Regions from separate parts of the Zea mays genome. Here regions 1 and 3 are each linked to region 2. A link is a contact called in public Hi-C data. All regions are on one chromosome and are shown on one strand. Each heading gives the region's core, a stretch centred on a gene start, on an enhancer-like site or on the middle of the called end of the contact. The rest is flanking DNA. Distances are from core to core; before and after follow the strand shown.

Region 1 (4,066 bases), core at 949-3,448, 750 kb after region 2:
GTTCACTATTTTAAGTCATCTTAGGTTGTCTCCAGCAGCACACGCTAAAGGAGACGGTACCGTATATTTAGTGTTTCTTGCTGTCAGTAAGCTCTCCAACAAGGTCCGCTACAGTGTTCTCTAAAATAGCGGACGTCTCTGACAGCCGCGAGATGTAGTGGTGTACTGTGCGTTCGGTAAATGTACGTTGTGCTTCTTTTGGTTGATAATAGCTCACGTCGTGTCCTTTTTTATTATATTTTGGTTAATGTCGTACTAAATGTGACCAATAAAGGAGATAGAGTAGAGATTAAAAAAGATGAGATATAGAGGATTAAATTTAGACGACATTGTTGTAGACTAAAAAGATATAGTGGATAAAATCTTTTAGAGTGTGCTGTAAAGGACAATGAATATTTTTGTAGGGATGAAATTTATGTGACGTTCTTAGTATTAGTAAGGTCGAAGAGCTGAGTAGCGTGTGTCCACGTGTCTTGGTTTGTTGCTGAGCCTATTGTTTGTGGGCCGAGATTCTAGTAAGCAGTAGTGGACCATGATTAGGATTACGGCCCTAGAGGCCTTACACCATGTCGGTCTCATTCTCCTCGGACCGTCTGCTTATCACGCGCTCAGTTACAGACTCGTGTGGATAAATTGATATCACTACCACACACACACACACAAAGCTTTTAGTGACGGGCAACGTGTTCGATATGACCGCGTGGCCGATCAACTTCCATGAACACGATGCTAAACATTGCTTGGACGAGTAGGACACAAACAAGGACCACGCACGGAAGGTATTTTGTTTGGCGTGAAACAATTGAGCCTCGACTATTACAGTTGTGATTACTTGCGCGTTGAGACCACGCAACGGGACAAGATACTTCCTTATCCTTACCTAGGACGGAGCCCAAATATATCCCCCTCCGTTTCGTTTTAGTTGTCGCTGGATAGTGCAAAATTGAACTATCCAGCGACAACTAAAAAGAAATGAAGGGAGTATACGACACTGGTCACTTTTTTCTCTCTCAAAAAATCATACTATTATACACGCGTATTCATCTTTATGAACCGTCTGCGTAAACATACACAACATACTCTATATTAATTAAGAGGTGAGCTAATAGTTAGTTAGTAAAAATTGCTAGTTGAATTAGTTAGCTAACAAATATCTACCTTATTATTAGCTAATTTACTAAAAACAAATATATTGTTTGGATATTTTCAACTAATTTTAGCGGCTGACTATTAGCTCCAATTTAAGCAGCTTCGGAAAACTAAGAACAGACTAATAAATTCCGAGACTGATAGAATTGATACAGACATGTCGCGGTCACTCTTGATTCGATGGTTGCTGAAAATGTTATGTTACGTAGTAGTATTGCTCTTGTGGTCTTCAGAATCAAGCTAGTTTTTTCTCCCCAAGTACATCGAGTCAGCGACAGAACTGTTGCGCTACAAGGAGCGTACCCCACTTACATATAGAGCTAAATCCTTTTGGTTTCAAAATAAATGACCTAAACCGCGTTTCGTATTTGTTGGTCTATGTTTTTACGAGTAGTAATAATCATAATCCGAAGTTGATTGCCCCCACGAGGAGATGTGGGGCTTGAATGCTTGATAAAAAAAATCTCCGGTCTCCGCCGTCCATGTCTCCCCGTGGCCCGTTGTTCTCTGAGGGCAGGCCCGCGCCACAGCGGGACTGATGCGCACGCCACGCGTTAGGTCGGCACGACTGCACGAGCACGCGGCCGCTAAACCGACGTGGCTCGGGCCAGCCACGCGGCCTCAGGCGAGTGGGCTGGGCTCGTTGTTCGGACTCTCACTTCCTGTGTGCTCTCGTCGCCTCCGATCGAATCGTGTCGGGCGGGCTCGTGCCCGATCTTGTCTGGTCCTGTCTTGGCTCCCCGCCAGGAATAGCGCACCGAGATCCCTTGCGCGCACGGACCAGCAGATCGCGCGCGGGAGTGAGAGGGCGACAGGGCGTGGCCGCGAGGTGGGCATGGGATCGGAGGGACGGGTCTGGAATGGCGCGGGCGTGGCCGCCGGCAGCGGCTATGGCGGCAGCGTCGAGGCGAAAGCGACCACCGCGGCGCCCGCGGACGTTCCCACGTCGGCGGCCTCCGTCGACATCTCGCTGCCGCTCCCGGAGATGTCGCCTCACATCATGCAAGTACCCCCCCCTACTCTCCTATCTCTCTTCGATCCTCTTGCTTCCGCTCGCACCTCGGGCTGGTCTCGTGCCGCTGTGCGCCTGTCAGCAGCTCGTGTCATGTTCGAGCATTCGCGAGCGCGCGGGGCGTCGTACCCGTGCCCGCGAACCAGCCGGTAAATGCCTCCGCGTCTGCGGGTGACAGGAATGTGCTGATGCACGGAAAGTCTCTCTGATTTGGGGATTGCTGGTGCCTTTTCAGAGGTCTCTGCAAGGAGTTGGTCAAAGGGTGGTCGTCGATTGACAGCTCGCGCTTCTCCATCGAGACCGTGTCTGGGGGCATCACCAATCTATGTGAGTTGCTGCTCCCCTGACACTGGCATGGCTTGTACCGCCATCAGATTCCTCACCTTTTCGCCTGAGCAGCATGATGACTGTAGTAGATGAATAATGCATGCATACTAGTTAGTTGCTTCGAATGTTGCACATCGTTGATGAATTCGTGCCGGCACCACTGCTCAGTTTCGTTCCTCTGCAGCAGTGAAAACGTCTCACCCTCGCCCGTTTGCTGAACAAGTGGTGCTGAACTAGGGTACAGATAGATTTAAAGATCCTCTTTTTTTTTTCCGCTGTAACGACTGCGTGCTTCCGCTTCCTGCTGCTATTCTTCCCATTTGCTGATGAAGCAGCAGAACCCAATGCTTTTTACAAACTTTGGGCGATTAGATACTTCAGGGTGCTGTACAATAAGTATTTCCTTTGGCCTGCACCATTTCTGCTGTCATTGTCACCATTTCTGCTTTACAAATTAATAAGAGCCTACTGCATCTGTATGTGCACCTAATTCACCCATAGGGATGATTCGGATGAACAATGATCCGTTGATTCATGTGTGCAGCGATAATTTCTTTCAGTTTGTCGTTCATGATATGTATTTGTTATTACCTACAGTGCTCAAGGTTTCTGTCAAAGGAAACAATGGCAATGATTCTTCTGTTACTGTTCGGTTGTATGGACCAAATACAGACTTGGTGATTGATCGGAAAAGGGAATTGCAGGTGAGAATCTGAGTGGTATTTATATGCTTTCCATAGAAGCAGTTTTTTTGCCTTTGGGAGTGGTACAAGATTGTGTGTTACCTATAGTATTCCACAATGACTCTAGGCTTCTTGCATTACCCCTTGTGTTAGTCATATTTTTCTAGTGGCACGTTTTCAATTCTTCTAGACACATAATAGTAATGCTTTTGTATTAGCATCTGTTCTACCAAATGCATTGCCTTTTGTTTCATATCTGTACCTTTTCCCTGATGAATGGATTTCATTTCGTTCTATGGAAAATGCTAACATAGAATGATAATTTTAAGGGTCCCTAGACTGTACACGTAGTATAATGTACCCATAAAATTAAATCTCATTTCGATTCTAAAATATTTCCTAATGCATACATCTACTACCGTCATGGTTAGGCGATACCGTATCTCTCAGCTGCAGGGTTCGGGGCTCGGCTGCTTGGAATGTTTGAAAATGGAGTAGTTCAGTCATTCATCTATGCTCGAACACTGTCACCTGCAGGTAGGCATACTTCCTGTCTGAACAACGTATCGGGTGTGGGGTCCTAATCAACTTAGTGCGATAGTTTCTCTATTCTCTTTTGTAGTTTTAGGTACAATTTCAAATGCGACTTCAAACAGATTGTGTTTTTTTCCCTTTCTCTATAGTCAGCATTATCCATGATTTGGTATGTCAATTTGAAGCCTTGGATGTTTGGAGGTTTTATGAAATGCTTCTGAAAATAAATCTACTGATCCTTTGTTTTGTAGACATGAAAGAACCTAAAATAGCAGCTGAAATTGCCAAGGAGCTACGCAAATTTCATCAAGTAGATATACCAGGGTCTAAAGAACCACAATTGTGGAATGATATATTCAAG
Region 2 (3,870 bases), core at 641-3,140:
TCATTTGTACTTAGGCAAGTGTGTATACTACTCTATACTGGATTATCGAAATGGGGGATGGTTTCTTCCCTACGTTGTAAGGTCTGTTCTACAGACACGGTTGAAGTTTCATTTTTACCATCCTACAAATTTCTAACTCCTTTTACTATTACTACGAATGCAGGTGGCGGAGGAACAGATGATATGCCTAGGAAGAGGAACTAGTAGATGATAAGAGTTTGCCCCTGATATTAGGCTTCCTCTGAAATGCAGGAATTCTAGAGGAATATACAGGAATTTCACAGGAATCAGTCCATTCTCACAGAAAAAATGCAGGAAACTGAAAAAAAATCCCCGCATTCCAAAGGGGGCATCATCTAGGATTTCTTCATACCGAATTATCGATTGACTTCGACCACATACCGTGCTTTTGTTCATGTCTTTGAACACAGGCACACCCAAATTTCGAGGTAGCAAATTTTGCCCACATACACTGTATATAAAGTAGTTACAGTGCAAGAACAATGCTAACTGATCAGGTGATGTCTCGTCCTCCCCCCGGTTCTATTATTGTTACTGTATAGCTGTAATTAGTCCAAGTGTACAGCTGAATCTACTAAGGTTTACAAGGAAAATCGCCAGGCAGTAAACCTTCAATGCTTTTGGCTAGGTTTTCATTCTGAAAGTCATGTCTTCCGCGTCAGCATAATCCTGTATTCCTGTATAACCTCTGTTCGGACTTCGTAGTGCTCATCTGAGTTCTGATTCGGCCGGGCAACTGTAAATTCTGTAGTGTTCGAGAAAAAACTGTAAATTCTGTAATATTGCCAAGAATTATGAATTTACATGAACTTTACAGGTATAAGGTATTTGCTTTAATTTTTATCTGCAATTATACAATAATAATTGCTTATTTTTTTATTTGAGAGCTGCTCTACAAAGGTTTTGACACGGATTTTTTCGCAAGCCGGCAGTTGCGTCAATGCGTGGGCATGCAGCCAGCAATCGCACGGCCACTTGGACGGGCCAAAACTCTCTGGCCCACAGCTAGGGCGTGGTGGGACGTATACATGTACACGTGGGCCAGCCTGGCACGGCACATGTCAACAAAAGTACGGTCCACAAAGGCACGGTCCACAAAAGCACATATTTAATTATGGATCGTGCCGTACCAGCACGTGTGCCCAATCATCGGCCCACATCATGATCCACAATTAGTTATATGTACCAGACCGGCCGAAATAGCCTAAAATGTCTTAATGTGCCAGACTGGTCCCATATACATAGAATAGCAATAGATAAACAAAAAGTATAGAATATATGACCCAAATAAAACTAAGATGTTTTGTGGATGCACATTAAAAACCTTTGGTTAGAAAGAAAAAATATTACAAATAGCTTAGAAATAATATTTAGTTCTCTGTTCAGTGTTTTATTGAGTACTATACAGCCATACAGAATACATATACAATAATCATCATCACTATTCACTATCCCCATCTAGGTATTGGTTCTCGAAGGCCTATTGAAGCTCTAGATTCTCCAAGTTGTGCTGGTCATGTGAGTTTTGATGGACCTTAGTTAAATACTGAGTCTATATTTAGTGGGTCTCGATGTGCCTTAGTTAAATGGGTCGTGCCAGGCTGGCCCATGGGCTTGACTTGAGGCCCAGACACGGCCCACATATTGGGCCGTGCCGGCTCAGGCCTACAATGAGGTTGGGCCGTGCCAGATCTGGGTCGTGACAAAAATTATGTGCTTTTCGGCTCAGACTTACAATTAAGTTGGACCATGCCAAATCTGAGTCGTGCCAAAAATTATGTGCTTTGGGCCGACAGGCACAGGACAAGACGGACGGCCACAAACTCCAGGCAGAAAGTCAGAAACCAAGAAACGCCCGGCCACGACGCAGGCCTCGTGGCCAAATCGTCAGCTCGTGTTCGATTGTTTGTTTCAGTTGCCCGCCTCACTTCACCGGCTCACCGTGCTTCACCTGCTATCTTCCATGGCGGCGGCTCACCTCTTCTGCTCCGCACCGGCCGCCTATCGCGCCGCGAACCCACGGCCCCTTGCTACCCGTGGCCGCGCCAACCCCGCCACGGGAACGTATCTGGTGCTCAAAGGGGTATGGTGCTCATGTGCACATTTCCCCCGGGCCACACCATCGAGAAGATTCTTCCCCTGCCGCGCGTCGCTCAGCCCCGATGGATCGCTGGCCATGCTCGGGGCTCCCAGTCCCAGGATGGCGCCACCGATGAGGAAGCCGTACATGCGGGAGCACTCTTGCCTCATCTTCCCGCCCCCGCGCGGTCGACGCCCGCTGGCGGTCATCAAGTTCCTCGGCGGCGCCTTCATCGGCGCCGTCCCCGAGGTCACCTACGGGTAACTTTGTTAGCGCGTGAGTTCCATTCCGTTCCGGCGGTCGGCTACAATGGGTTTCATTCGGTTCCGTTGGACCCGCACTGGTGACTGGTGCGCTTGGCTCATCGCGCGGTTGGTTGCTCACTTGCTCGCAGCTACCTGCTGGAGCTCCTGGCGCTGGAGGGCTTTGTGGTCGTGTGCGTACCATACAACGTCACCTTCGACCACGAGGCCGCCGCGCGGGAGGTATTCCAGAGTTTCCATGCCTGCTACGACGCGCTGCTCGCGTCGGGGCTCCCGGAGGCCGGCCTCAGCGCCCTGGACATCGCGGAGCTCCCGCTCTACTCTGTTGGCCACAGGTGATTTCATCGAGGGCTGTCGCACGCTACTTGTTCGATGATTTGACTCGGAGGAAGCCTCGAGCTCTGGTTTGTTGATGTGTTCATTTAATTGTTCTGTTGTCATGGTTTGCAGCAACGGGGCACTGCTTCAGCTGCTAGTGGGAAGCTACTTCTCAGAAAGGATACCAGAGGTCCGCTGATGTTTTGTTGATGAAAAATCTGTCTGCAAAGTTTCAGTTTGTTTTAATGTTTCAGTATAATGAATCAAAAAAGAAGCTTTGTATTATTTAAAATTTCATATAATCTCATATAATAATTCTGATCGCCAAGTGCTTTTGATCTTATTTCTATGTTGGGTTCTCGTTTTAGGCTAATGCCATTGTCTCATTCAACAATAGGCCGGCATCGGAGGCTGTGCCTTACTTTGAACAGGTATTTAGTCTGGGCTTCATTACCTTATGCTTAATGGGTGTGCATTTTTCTGTTTCACATTAATGTTTCCCTGCATAAGAGTAGCAAGTTGCAGATGCTGATTAGCAAGCGTAGAAATGAGTACACTTATATATGGAACAGGAGAGGAATTGATACTGAACTTCTAATTAACTTTTGACTAGACCAAAACTCGACCTAAAATTAGTTTGTTGGGATACAAGTTGTGGTTCAACTCTTCTTGCTAGTTAGTACTGTAGGCTAACTGAGTGCCAGTCTGTGGTTGTGTTTGTGTGAGTAGTGAACAGTTGAGTATCTAAAATTTGATGCCCTTCTTTTTCTCTCAAACGTGTAGGAGGACATCACATCATTGCATTAAGAAGAGAGAGAGAGAGGTCCAAACAAAAAACAACCAATAAAAACACATGGCACTCATCCAAACTACACAAACACTAACATCAAGTTTTCAAACGCGTTACAGTAACATTGTAATCAATCCAACAACAGAGCGCACCAAGCCCCTAACACCACCGAAAGTGCCCAGGCGCCCCTGCATCTCTCGATAGCTGAAATTTCTCCATTGAGCACACAATTGTTCCTGAAAAACCTCCTCAGAACTTTTGGAGTGGCTTCTGGTCTGGTGACAAATATAAGAGTTCCATTACCCCAGTTAGATGTGAGGCACATGAAATTGAGGTTGTCCAGCAGGTTCTACCTTGTGATGTGGTTCAGTTTCCTTGCAAATATTTGGGTATGTCGC
Region 3 (4,376 bases), core at 708-3,207, 580 kb after region 2:
TTGGTCGCTTTAGTGATTTGCTCCAAAAGACGAATCTACATGCTCACGAGAAATCTACATAAACTATTTGGTAGGGATGATCCTCAAAGGTCCTTACACGTATCCGTCCAACCAAAATAAACCCAAACTATTGGAACACTAAATCCATCAAAAGGGTGAAGACAGTGAATTAGAAAGAGAAAAAAATCCAAACACAAGTAAGAACTCAAATTAAAAATTTCAAAGAAATGATTAATTTATTTTTGAAGATCAACCAAGTCTGATTCTTACATGGGAAAGATAACACAATAGAGTACTCACTCCATATTGCAGATCTCAATAGCTAAAACCGGATGAAAGATTAAAACTCATACAACTAGGACCTAGGCTAGGAATGACTCGAGATATAAAATTGAAGAGATGGCTAGTTGGACAACCTCATGTCTTATTTTTAGAGCTATTACACATCCCAACGTGCATCCAGTGGTCATGGGCTCTTCACGACTTTGCTTTGCCTTGACGCAAGGTTCACGATGATGCCATATACCTCCTCATGTTTCCACCAAAATTTTAATCAGGTTTTGAGACCAAAAACCAAGAAATTGTTTGCTCGATGATTTTGAGGCCCAAACCACTATACGCCTCATGAGTAGCATACATGATACACTCAGTTCATGATCTCGACACGTGTCACCGACAGCCCATGATTGCCTAATCACCAAGTCATATAATGTATTTGCTTGACTTGGTTAACATGATATGTTCCTCCATCTACCTTTTGCACTTGTTGATTCACTAGGTGTCAACCATCACGCTCATTGCTTCGGTTTCTCCAATTCCTCAATTGAAGTCTGAGCGTCCGTCCTCCACCACTCTAGTCCATCAGCATGAACTCACTTAACCTCATCTATGTGCTTCACACCTACACATCACGAGTCAAGAGTTGTATTGTACAACATTATACTCACTACATGAGGTTAGTCAACACTAAACTAAAACCAATCATCGATAATCAGTTATTGTACTTAAATACCATGGGTAAATATCAACTACATATTTATATTTTTATATTCAGTTATTAGTTATATACAATGTAGCTCGTTCAGCAAAGCACAATATTGCTACATGGCACCACACAAAGGTATTAACATTAGATACCTTTGTGTTATATCACTTTTTTGTTACTATTATGCTCAGCAAAGTTTTTTTTATAGTTCCATGCAATACCATGGTATTTAACAAGACTTTGATATTTTATACAGAAAGATGTTTGGTAAATGTTTTAAAAACTATATATTAAAAACCACATTATTATGAATACTATAGTAAAACCATAGTATTGAAAAATTTGGTCTAGACCAATGTCTTTCCTTGTTGCGTGTGAAACTATGGTATTGCAAAATTATGGTATTGAAATATTTTGTTTATGATATAGCATTAAAAAAATTAGTATTGTAAAACTGTGGTATTAAAAAACTTTGCTTCTAAACAGATGCTACATGATATCAGTTTATTTAATGACTATAAAACTATTACGAAACTTTGTAACCTTATTGAGGCTGACCTTAGCAAATCTGTATCTACTCGCACCATAATCCGCCAATCCGAAACGACCCTTCCTTTGCGTGTTTGAAGCTCACCACTCACACCATAAACAGTGGACCATGCTGGATTTTGGTCTGATTTTGCCAACAAGGAACGCGCCGCGCCGCACTGACCACCGCATCTCGCTCGTTTGGAAGCGTCTGTCTGAGGTTCTCCAAATCCACATCAGACCAGCCCACCGACCGCGTCTCCCACGTCCGAACCGAGCACCGCATCGCAAACTCGTGGCGCATGGAGCTTCGTTTTGGGGTGTGCCGCACCCACCCACCCACCCAGCCCAGCCCAGTCACAGCCTTGCCTCCAAAAAGCGCTGCTCGCTTCGGCACTCGTTGATAAAGCGGCTAGCCGAGCGCCGTGGCAGAACCGCGGAACGCAATAGCCAATAGGTAGCGGAGCACCGCACCGCGAAGCAAACGAGAGGGGAAAAAAAAGCACGAGGAGGCCGCGCCCGCGAAGGAATCACTTGCCCGGGCGTGGGCCGCCCACCGGCCACCGCCCAGCCGCTGCCGCAGTGCCGCCCGCCTGCCTGCCTGCCTGGTGCGGTGGTGCCTGCCCACGGGAACGGGATAGCTGGCTGACGGACGCATTGCGGAGCGGACTGGGAGACTACGGGTAAGATAATAAAAGGGCCAGGCGTGGCGGGGCGCAACCACCGCTGTGCCTCGGAGAGGAGGACAGCTCTCGCGCCGCGGCTGCCGCCATGTGGACGCCGTCGCGCGGGAGCAACGCCCGGCGCAGCGGCCACCGCCGCATCGCGGACTACCTGGCGGACGACCAGACCACCACCACAGCCACCGACGCCTCCGACAACGAGTCCTACACTACCGCCTATGGGGAGGAGTTCTTCGCCGCCGCCGCCGCCGGGAGCGGCGGCGCCGGCGGCATGCTGCCGGCATTCCTGGCGGACCAGGGGGACCTGGTGGAGGTCATGCTGGAGCTGGACGAGGAGTCCATGGTGGTGCGCAGCGTCACGCCCACCAGCGCGGCGCTCTACGGCGCCGCCTCCCTCCCGGCGCCGCCGTCCGCGGGGGTCCTCGGGGTGTCGCCGTCGCCGCGCCGCGCGCCTTCGGAGGGCGGCGGCCGCCTGAGCCGGTGCTCGTCGACGTCGTCGCGGATACGGAAGAAGTTCGCGTGGCTCCGGTCGCCGTCGCCCTCCCCGTCCCCGTACCGCCCCACGCCCGCCGAGCTTCAGCGGGAGGCCGCCATGGCGGCGCGCGAGCGGCGGCGGGAGCAGGCGCAGCTCAACCGGTCCCGCGCCGGCGCCAGGCGCGCGCTCAAGGGCCTCCGCTTCATCAGCCGCACCACGGGCTCCGTCGAGGCCGCCGAGCTCTGGCGCCGCGTCGAGGAGCGCTTCAACGACCTCGCCCGCGAAGGGCTGCTCTCCCGCGACGACTTCGGCGAATGCATCGGTACGGCCACACTCGACGCCGCTGCTGCTTCTTGCCTGCAGTTCACATTGTTATCCTCCGCACACGCGAGGAAACAGCTCGATCCTACTGTAATTGCGACGTCCTTATCCGCGATCTTATGGCGCTCCACGCCCAAACTGCAGGAATGGTGGACTCCAAGGAGTTCGCGGTGGGCATCTTCGACGCGCTGGCGCGGCGGCGGCGGCAGAACCTGGAGCGGATCACCAAGGAGGAGCTCTACGACTTCTGGCTCCAGATCTCCGATCAGAGCTTCGACGCGCGGCTCCAGATCTTCTTCGACATGTACTGAGCTAAATTTCACGCGCCCCCATTTCTCTTCCTTTCCCCGGGTCCCAAGTAAAGTAACGTCACAAATCGATCCGTCCCAATTCCCGGTGCGTGCGCACCTGCACTACGCTTTGCGCCCCCGCAGATTCTTGACAGTAAGCTTTCTTCTCCTTCTGGTGCCGTTCTCGGTCCCAAATTCAGGGTGGACACCAACGTGGACGGGAGGATAACGAGGGAGGAAGTACAGGAGGTGACTTTTCTAATGCTCTTCACTCCTCTCTGCATCTCTGTGTTTAGTTCAAACTGCCAGCCCCAAAAGAAAGTAGAGCACCATTAGAACCTTCTTGTGGGCACCCTGCTCTGATTACCAAACCGCTGCTTCCAGTACCAGTGCAGTGTACCATACATACTGATCTTGTTTAATTAATTAAACCTACTTACTATTTACTGCGGTAAACTATCCACGTGCTCCGCCGCTAATCCAGCGAGATGTTTGGCTTGGTCTCCCTCCTGCCACCGCAGCTGATCGTGCTCAGCGCGTCGGCCAACAAGCTGGCAAAGCTCAAGGAGCAGGCGGAGGAGTACGCGTCGCTCATCATGGAGGAGCTCGACCCGGAGAAGCTTGGCTACATTGAGGTACGTACGCGCGCGGGCCGTATGCCCTACGGGCTACTGTCTTTTTGACCAGGGGAAATTTGGGGGGGTACGTACGCGTGCTGCCGCCGGACTGACACGTGTGCTGCCTCTTCCCTGTCTTGCCAGCTGTGGCAGCTCGAAGCGCTGCTGCTCCAGCGCGACACCTACATGAACTACAGCCGCCCGCTGAGCACGGCCAGCGGGGCCCAGTGGAGCCAGAACCTCGGCGTCGGCGGCGCGCTGACGATAACAGGGGGAGGAGGAGACGGCGGCTGCGGCGTGGACGGCGACCACCCGGGGCCTCCGCGCGAGCGTCGCCGGAGCTGGGGCGTGCGGAAGGCGGCGGCGCGGGTGCGCGTGGCGGCGGAGGAGAACTGGCGCCGCGCCTGGGTGCTGGCGTTGTGGTTCGCGGCCATGGCGGCGCTGTTCGTGTGGAAGTTCGTCCAGTACCGGCGCATG

Evidence for each region. A called contact is a pair of places that touch in the nucleus more often than the background predicts.
Region 1: a contact with region 2 is called in a Hi-C map of ear, with 2.7 times the contacts expected there. The contact joins the promoter of LOC100193605 here to the promoter of LOC100275401 in region 2. A contact is called at or near these places in 3 of 25 Hi-C or Micro-C datasets (ear, leaf and tassel).
Region 3: a Hi-C map of bundle sheath shows a contact between it and region 2, with 3 times the contacts expected there. The contact joins the promoter of LOC100502415 here to the promoter of LOC100275401 in region 2. A contact is called at or near these places in 6 of 25 Hi-C or Micro-C datasets (bundle sheath, ear, leaf and 2 more).

The regions. Positions count from the first base shown.
Region 1 is chr7:126,541,499-126,545,564 of Zm-B73-REFERENCE-NAM-5.0, forward strand. It overlaps LOC100193605, which reads left to right and starts at 2,199. Exons shown (of 11, transcript NM_001138708.1): 1 at 2,199-2,310; 2 at 2,397-2,488; 3 at 3,086-3,192; 4 at 3,603-3,708; 5 at 3,957-4,066. The coding sequence starts at 2,255.
Region 2 is chr7:125,788,885-125,792,754 of Zm-B73-REFERENCE-NAM-5.0, forward strand. LOC100275401 reads left to right here and starts at 1,891. Exons shown (of 10, transcript NM_001350153.2): 1 at 1,891-2,361; 2 at 2,496-2,699; 3 at 2,815-2,872; 4 at 3,051-3,113. The coding sequence starts at 1,985. It overlaps LOC103632806, which reads left to right. Exons shown (of 12, transcript XM_008654538.3): 11 at 1-81; 12 at 164-900.
Region 3 is chr7:126,370,025-126,374,400 of Zm-B73-REFERENCE-NAM-5.0, forward strand. LOC100502415 reads left to right here and starts at 1,958. Exons shown (of 14, transcript NM_001365550.1): 1 at 1,958-2,993; 2 at 3,137-3,296; 3 at 3,483-3,531; 4 at 3,804-3,917; 5 at 4,044-4,376. The coding sequence starts at 2,285.